Linked DNA regions of Mus musculus: region 1 is linked to region 2. A link is a contact called in public HiChIP or PLAC-seq data. All regions are on one chromosome and are shown on one strand. The core of a region is the stretch at or near the end of the contact, and the rest is flanking DNA. Distances in the headings are between cores, read along the strand shown.

Region 1 (3,832 bases), core at 150-2,649, 240 kb after region 2:
CAGGTTTCATAAAACATCCAAGTCATTTTTAAAGCTCCAAATTATACTATTTATAGGTTTTATCCAAGTTGAGTTACCCTGATTTTTATCCAACTAATACACATATTAACATTGTATAACATTAGGTTAAAATAGTTACACAGCTACCAACTCTCTATATAGCAACAATTATTAGATTTGAAGAAAATGGTATTTGGCTCTTGCTTATGATCCTTGCAAGTAAAATCACTAACTCTTCTTGTAATTTTAGAATTTAAAATAAAATTAAATTGCTGAACCTAGGAACTATAAAATGCAGAAAAAAGCAATAGGATGCTCTCCACCTCTTTTTTTGTTTCCTTTCATGTAATAAAAATATTGAGGTTAAAGTACTCCTGTGTATTTACCAGCCATCCTACAAGTGTGTGCATGCCAGCATGTGGCCGTTCTCAGGGGTCTTCCTGTCGCTTTGAGACATAGCGGAGGCAGGAGTCTGGACGCTCGCTCATCTGAGGCATCGGCTTCAGCCTTCAGTGGCTGCTCACAGCTTTCGCTGTGCCAGAGGATCAGAGAACTGAACCAGTTGAGACTGTCTGCTATTTGTTTTTAAAAGCTTAGATTGGCTTTTTAATCTTTTTCCCTAATGTGTATAAATTCTCAGAGTAAGAAAAAGTACCTGTTTGTCTTTCTTACAGACTCGTTCTTCAAAGGTAAAGTGAAATTGAATTGGAGCATCAGATATTATAAAAGGGCCAGAAAAGATGAGGTAATATAAGTTATTCAAAATACATTACAGTTTTCTGAAAATTGTATTAGATGTTCTGTGTTTCTGTTTTTTTCTCTTCTTCATTGTGTACATTTCTAGGTGTTACTGCCCACCATGTTTCAGACGAGAGAATGGTGGACATTGCATGCAACATTTTAATATGTAGCCAAGATGGAGTCTGTGAAGTGATTTATGTCTGCTGAACACCTTGTGCCTCTGATAACAGTTCCTACCATTGCTTTATTTTACAGACAAGAGAGAGGGAGAGAGAGAGAGAGAGGGAGAGAGAGAGAGAAGAGAGAGAGAGAGAAAGGGGGGGGGGAGGCACAGCAGAGCCAGGAACTTAGATTTCTCTTACAGTGAATCTCAGTGTTTGATCACTCCTTCTTGATTCACTATTTAAATGACATACATACAAAAACCATCTCTAGGGCAATTTGTAAGGTACTTAAATAAACAACATATTTAAATACATGCATATATCATTTAATGTGTAAGTAGATATAAAATACTCTGAAAATCTAAAGTTTTCTAATTTTAAAACATAATTAAATCTCTGAAATGCTATACAGTTCCATGCAGGAATAGCCAGTAGGGCTTTAGCTGTTTCTCAGAATACACAAGGCTGGAAACTGCGTATCATAGAGAAGGTAATCACGATGAGTGAAAAACAAAGACTCACATATCTGTCTTCGTGGGTACAAACTGCTATACATGCACAAAACGTTGTAAGGCAAGAAAAAGGCTTTCCTAAATTCTTTGAGAGACAAATAACAAACTGGTAGATTTATGTATTACCAAATTTAGGTTTGCCTGATATAATTACTCTTATATTTAGAAAAACAGGAAAAGAGAAACTGAAAGTAGTCACTCAATCTAGGAGGCCAGGACGGGAGAGGCATCAGAGGCCACCACAGCAATCAAAGGGTCATAGTATATATTTAGAAAATCCAAGCCCCCGAGTGTTCTATCCTTTTACGTTAATTGTAATTATATATAAAGCAGAGTTGTCTGTGTAAGTCAGAGATGTGCACAAAGCACACTTCCCCAAAGTACAAACACACACTACAGCTCACTCTGACCGCTGAGACTGGATTGCCCACAGTATCAGAACTTTAACTTTTTTCTATTCTATTCACATATAAGATTATCTTTGATTAAAGTCAGAAATAGGTCCATTAGATATTAACTGAATACAATGTTTGTGATCTAATGCAAAAATCTCTCAAGTGCATAAAAAGAAAAAAAATAGCTTTAAAAAAACTTTGCATTTTACGAAATAAATATTAGCATTTTTTGAACAAAGTGTTCACTGTCACACAAGTACTACCCATTTTTTTCACAACCCAGAGAAGTCAATCGAAAATGTGACAAGGTGAAATACATTTACACCCAGACAAGGTGCAGTATTCAGGTAATAACATGAGCTTTCCTTAGCCAAATACACTGCAAGCAGCTCTCAATTAAAACACGGTAAATATTTAAGAACAGTCACAGAGTCTACCTTATGAGATAGAAATCTATAGCTATTCTTACAGGAACTCTTCTCTGTTGTCATAATCATTTTAATTAAATTCTCATTTTTCAGGTGGTCCCTTTAATTGTTTTTCCTACTTCTTAATGTGTTTTTTAAAGCCATCTCTTGACTGCAGCTGTGTGCGGTTGATTTTAATGGTGGCTGTTTCCTTTTTTGCCTTCTGTGAATTACAATTTTAAATGGTTACACATTTTTTTGTTGTTGTTTTACTGCCTTCAGCAGTTTCTGAAGGAATTTAATGCTGTTGGTGAACATTTCCATTTCCCATCTGAAAAGCCAGGAGCCGATTTGAATCTTCCATATTGGCCTTTTATGACCTGTTTTATCTTTTAATATGTAAATGAAAGTATTATAAAGTTGTAGATTTCCGGAATTATAACTTTTAATTTTCTTTTTTAAAACATGAATTCAATCAACAAGAAAATATGTAATTTCTCTTTTATGTTACAGGTTATATTGTTCATGAGAACACCTCTACTTTAGCTGGTGACACTAGTGCAGCCAAGCATGGGTATAACATGAAAACAAGGGGTTCACATATGAACATGAATTATCAGTGAATTTAGAAATCAGCTACTTGGGTGATTCAGTTTCATTCTCACCATGATGGAAGAGCTTCTACCCAAGGTGCTAGTCTTCTATATGATGTAGAAAGCTCACTTTAAAAACAAGCTTGTACTTACCGCCAGGGTTATCTCCAATCCCGCTGCTCTTCCCATTCCAGTACCACAGAAGAAGAGTTGCGTCACGTGACCCCGAGAGGATGTAACAATTTCCCCCTATGTACGACTCAGAGCGAGCTAGGCAAGTGACAACATCCCAATGGCCAAACACCACTTGGATCAATTTTCCTGAAATATAAAACAATTTTTCTTTAAGGCACAATTAAAAGACAAGGCAAACTTCTATCAAATACATAACCCGCAAGACAATGCTGCCGTGACAATTCAGATCTTAGAACGTTCTGACCTGGCAGGGTTTTTTTGTTTGTTTTTAAATGCTACTTATAATAGTGAGAAAAATCAATTGAATAGTGATAAGATTTTAGAAAGGCATATGTTAAAACTATTTCAACAAATACTTGGGTATGAGGACACCATATCCTTATGAACAGCTACTATAAATTACTAAAGAATAATATTTTCTGGTTAAAGCAGCCCAGGAGAACACTTACACTGGAGCCATTTAACACTTTCTTGAGTTACTCTGTGACACAAACCCAAAGCCTGCTGACTTCCAGGGCTTGGCTCACTCGCAGTCTCGCCTGAGTTCATGATATATATGGAAGCTCTTTTGTTCTTAGGTCACCTTGAAGAGAGTTTCTACTTTTCCAAACCAGGACTCCATGGACTAACTTTTGATCAAAGTAACAGTTTATCATGGTTGCAATTCAAACCCTGCCACTCTTTCTTTGCTCTCATTCTCTGAATGATGAAACTTCCTTTGAGGTGATGATGAAATCAAGATTATAGTGGTTTAATGGGAGGACTGAGAACAGTGCATAAGAACCTAGGCAGTGTACACACAGACAGACAGGGCTTCAAACCCAG
Region 2 (4,187 bases), core at 1,253-3,752:
CTCATAGCAGAACTCTAGCAGACTTACATAGAAGATCTATAAGTAATGCTTCTTAAATTACTTAAAAAAAAATAGTAACAGTAGGTACACTTCCTCCGTAGGTTTATTCCTAAATATTTCATTTTCTTTGAGACTATTGTGAACCGGAGTGTGTCTATGATATCTTTCTGGGCATGTTAAGTGTTGTTGGCAAATAGAAGTTTATCTGTATCTTACCACTTTGCTGAAACTGTTGATCATTTCTAAGAGTGTTCTGGTGGTATTTTTGGAATGTCATGTCATCTGCATATAGGGTTAGCTTGACATCTTTTCCTATTTTTATCCCTTTAATTTCCTTCTCTTGCCTTACTGCTTTAGCTTGCACTGCAGATACTTTATTGAAGAGGAGCAAGGAACTATAAAGGAAAATGAAATCATGAAGTTCTCAGGTAGATAATGGAACAAGGAAATATTATACTGAGTGGGATAAACCAGACCCCAAAGACGAATGCTGCATGCCCTCTCATCTCTCTTTCATCGATTCCCAAACTTGAGCTGAGAGCATATAAACTGGAGTAACCACAGAAACTAGGAAAGCAAAAGGAGGGTCAAGAGAGGTTGTCTTAGAATCCCACTGCTGTGATTGAAACACCACGACCAAAAGCAACTGGAGAGGGAGGGTTTGTTTAAATTTATGAGGGAGGAGTTGGAGGAAGTAAAGGGATGGAGGGAAATGGTATAAGTTTGTTGTGATAAAAAAAATCATGCTTTTGAACTATAAAAAATAATCATTGTTTTAACCTTTTATTTTTTAACAAAACTTTTCTCAAACTGTTGGGAGCAATATCCAGTAAAATCAGGTCTAGTGGATTAGAGCCACCTCCAGGAGCACAGCCAGGAGGGAGAAGCCTGCCCTCTAGGACTCTTACAACACTGGGGCCCAGGAGAGAAGGTTGGTGAAGGCAGAATGGGAGGAGTCAGGTTAGGCAATGTGATTCTCGCGTTCTGACAAGCCTCCAGCTGGGACAGCGAAGGGGTCAAACTAACATTTCTGTAATGACAAGGCCTATGTGTTAGGAAGAAAGGCCAACAAAGATAGCTGCCGCCCAGTGTGTGGAGATGGGCTGGCTAGCTTTCCAGTCTTTATTCACACTGTCTGGGAAGCTTGAGGAGGCTCTCTGAGAAAATTACATTGGAGTTTGAAGTCTGAGTGGACACTAGGCAGGCGCTTGGAGGTCAGAGGTCCCCAAGGGGTCTATTTGTGCAGAGATCTGAGGAAGAAGCTGTATCTAAGGGACGAAAGCATGTGAGACTTAGAGTAGGGTCCCAAACGATGCTCCAAGGCAAGCCAGAGCATGGGCAGAATGATCCTAGAGGCTATACCGATCAATGATGGGGTTTTTTCCTACCTCGTGGAAGGTATTTCATATAGTTGAAGCAGAAGGTTGCGGTTATGTTAAGGGTAGAGACATAGAGAAGAGGCCTACTTAGGAGACAAGGCAAAAAGACAGAGCAAAGCATACAACGGGGTGACTAAAAAGGAACGAGGAAGATGGTATCAGGATGCTTGCTGCAGGAGTACGATTTACCAAGGATGACTTCTCCTTTCTCACAGTAACTGAAATTTTGAGCAACTGTTTTTGTCACTACTTGTTTTAAGCGTGAGAAGTTGGGAATGGCCCTACAAACTCACAGGCGCGCCCTGTAATCTTACCTCTGTTCTCAAAAACAAGAGGTTCGGTATTTGCGAGTGAGTGGGAAAGACATCTGTCTGCAGGTGTATGGCCCGTGTTTTCGCTGTGCTGAAGCGCTTCGAGGGGGCACATCTCGTCACTTTTGGCTTTTCCTCACATCAGACTGACACAAGTCTTCGATTTTCGCAAATCATGACAGTACAATATACAGAACAAAATAAAAACTAAAAATAAAATATGCCTGTACTCTCCCAAAATGGAGTCGGGGACAGCCAGAGGGCAGGTAAGGCAAGGGAGAAAAGAAACCAGGGTAAGGGGAAAAAGAATCTGACATGGGAAACTGTGGGCATACGAAAGCTATGAAGGAACTTAACCCGCCTAGTCCTATCCTCTCAATGAACCACTAGAAGAATCACATCTATTATTATCATTATCATTATTTTAATGTGATATTTATAGATATCTGGGAGGATCCAAACTTGTAAATGGAGCACCTGCAGACAGCCCCTGCTAGCTAGACCAAAACGTCCCTTCTATTTTTCCCCTTGCATTTTTAATACCATCGGAGTTGTAACCGAAATACAATTTTGTCTTGCTTTCGATATTGAGACGATAGTCTCAACCTCATTCTTTAGTATAACGGAAAGACATTTTTGTTGTTGTTGTTTTGTTTTGTTTTGTTTTGTTTAAAAGTGGTTTGCGTAGCGGTTCTGAGTAAAGCTGCACTCCAACCCTCAACTACCAGGGGGTTTGGCTTTGTCAAAGAGTAATTTACCAATCGTGCCTGCGCGTCCTTCCGGGTTTTGCTGGCTCTGCACCAAAAACCCCAGAGCCTTTGTGTACCAGTCCGGGAGCAGAGTAAAGCGCAGAAGTCGGAGCCGAGGGCTGTGTAGAACTCTGGCGCTATGCGGTACCTACCATGGCTGTTGCTGTGGGCATTCCTACAGGTCTGGGGACAATCTGAAGGTGAGTGAGTAAAAGCGCACACAATCTAGAGAAGGGAGGAAGGGAGGGAGAAAGAGGCTGGCTACAAGCTCTGTGCAGTAGTGGGCGGGTGGAGGTGGGCTTCCCGGCTTGCAACAACAGTGGGAGGAGCAATGTATGGCTGCGGCTCAGGGCTTAGCTCAGTTCAGAACTACACTGAGCCTGCCTTTCCTTCCGCAAGCGCAGCTAAAGCTGAGCTTTTTCCTACTGCAGTCTGTCCTCAGACTGAGCCCACTCGCTAAGTTCTTTCCTTTTCCTTTGTTTCCAGCCCAGCAAAAGAATTACACCTTCCGCTGCCTGCAGATGTCTTCCTTTGCAAACAGAAGCTGGTCCCGCACAGACAGCGTGGTCTGGCTGGGGGATCTGCAGACTCACCGTTGGAGTAATGACTCAGCCACCATCAGCTTCACGAAGCCATGGTCCCAGGGCAAGTTGAGTAACCAGCAGTGGGAGAAGTTGCAGCATATGTTTCAAGTCTATCGAGTCAGCTTTACCAGGGACATACAGGAATTAGTCAAAATGATGTCACCTAAAGAAGACTGTGAGTGGAGGGGTTGGAACCCTGAACCCAGTGGGCAGGAGTGATCCAGACCCCAGCTGGATAACTGTGGGCATCGGGCATAGCTTCTCTTCTCTGTCCACCCTTATGGTTTTACTTCTGTCTAAAAGTAACCCTTGTCCCTTCTAAAAATAGCCCATTTCTGCTCTAGGGCACCATGATCATTTTCCTCAACTGGCACTTAACGATAATCTTCATACCAATTCCTTTCTTCCAAATCCCTTAATCATGAACTCTTTGGTCTCTGCCTACTCCTCCTTACAGATCCCATTGAGATCCAGCTGTCTGCGGGCTGTGAAATGTACCCTGGGAATGCTTCGGAAAGCTTTTTACACGTAGCATTTCAAGGAAAATATGTCGTGAGATTCTGGGGAACGTCCTGGCAGACAGTCCCAGGGGCCCCATCTTGGTTAGACTTGCCCATCAAAGTGCTCAACGCTGATCAAGGGACAAGTGCAACCGTGCAGATGCTCCTGAATGACACCTGCCCCCTATTTGTCCGTGGTCTCCTAGAGGCAGGGAAGTCAGACCTAGAGAAGCAAGGTCAGCTGGCTATTTTCACCCTGGCTCTCCACTTGGATCCATCTAGGTTTTTACATCACTGTCAGCTGTAGAGGAAGGGCAAGGACTAGGAAGAGATGAGTAAGGCCTGTGGGGTTTATTTTCTCACTGACAGCCACTCTTGGGTTCTATAAATTGAGTTAAATAAAACTGGGGATGAAAACTGAGCCATGCCATATTTGAGGCAGGCTGTACCAGCTGAAATTCAGATTGTTCCAGAGTACAGAGGAGGGCTACAGGAGACTCAGATCAGGGAGGGGGGTAGAAGTATCAGGGATGGTCTTCCTAGCCAGAGGGAGACAAATGGATTAAACTAATAGGCAACTTCATCTCCAGAGGTGGACCTGTGGGAAGCATGAACTTGATTGGAGACCTGGAGCCCCTAATATAAAATGTCTTGCTTTAAATTT

Evidence for each region. HiChIP or PLAC-seq counts read pairs in DNA pulled down with a chosen protein or histone mark.
Region 1: a contact with region 2 is called in an H3K4me3 HiChIP or PLAC-seq map of bone marrow-derived macrophages, with 3 times the contacts expected there. The contact joins the enhancer-like site here to the promoter of Cd1d1 in region 2. A contact is called at or near these places in 5 of 39 promoter capture datasets (3T3-L1-derived adipocytes, cranial neural crest, embryonic stem cells and 2 more), 6 of 115 datasets of contacts at active chromatin or transcription factors (bone marrow-derived macrophages, craniofacial prominence, embryonic basal ganglia and 3 more) and 2 of 9 other capture datasets (adipose tissue and pancreatic islet).

The regions. Positions count from the first base shown.
Region 1 is chr3:86,756,683-86,760,514 of GRCm38.p6, reverse strand. Lrba (LPS-responsive beige-like anchor) reads right to left here. Exons shown (of 57, transcript NM_030695.2): 53 at 2,966-3,133. Among named protein-coding and RNA genes, the nearest start is that of Gm52625, 8.3 kb to the right of the region's middle. Within about 2 kb of position 1,399, at least 44 of the 459 cell types and tissues checked have an H3K27ac peak or open chromatin away from gene starts, as enhancers often do. A contact at or near this core is called in bone marrow-derived macrophages, where this site is marked.
Region 2 is chr3:86,997,644-87,001,830 of GRCm38.p6, reverse strand. It overlaps Cd1d1 (CD1d1 antigen), which reads left to right and starts at 2,502. Exons shown (of 6, transcript NM_007639.4): 1 at 2,502-2,639; 2 at 2,926-3,198; 3 at 3,481-3,759. The coding sequence starts at 2,579.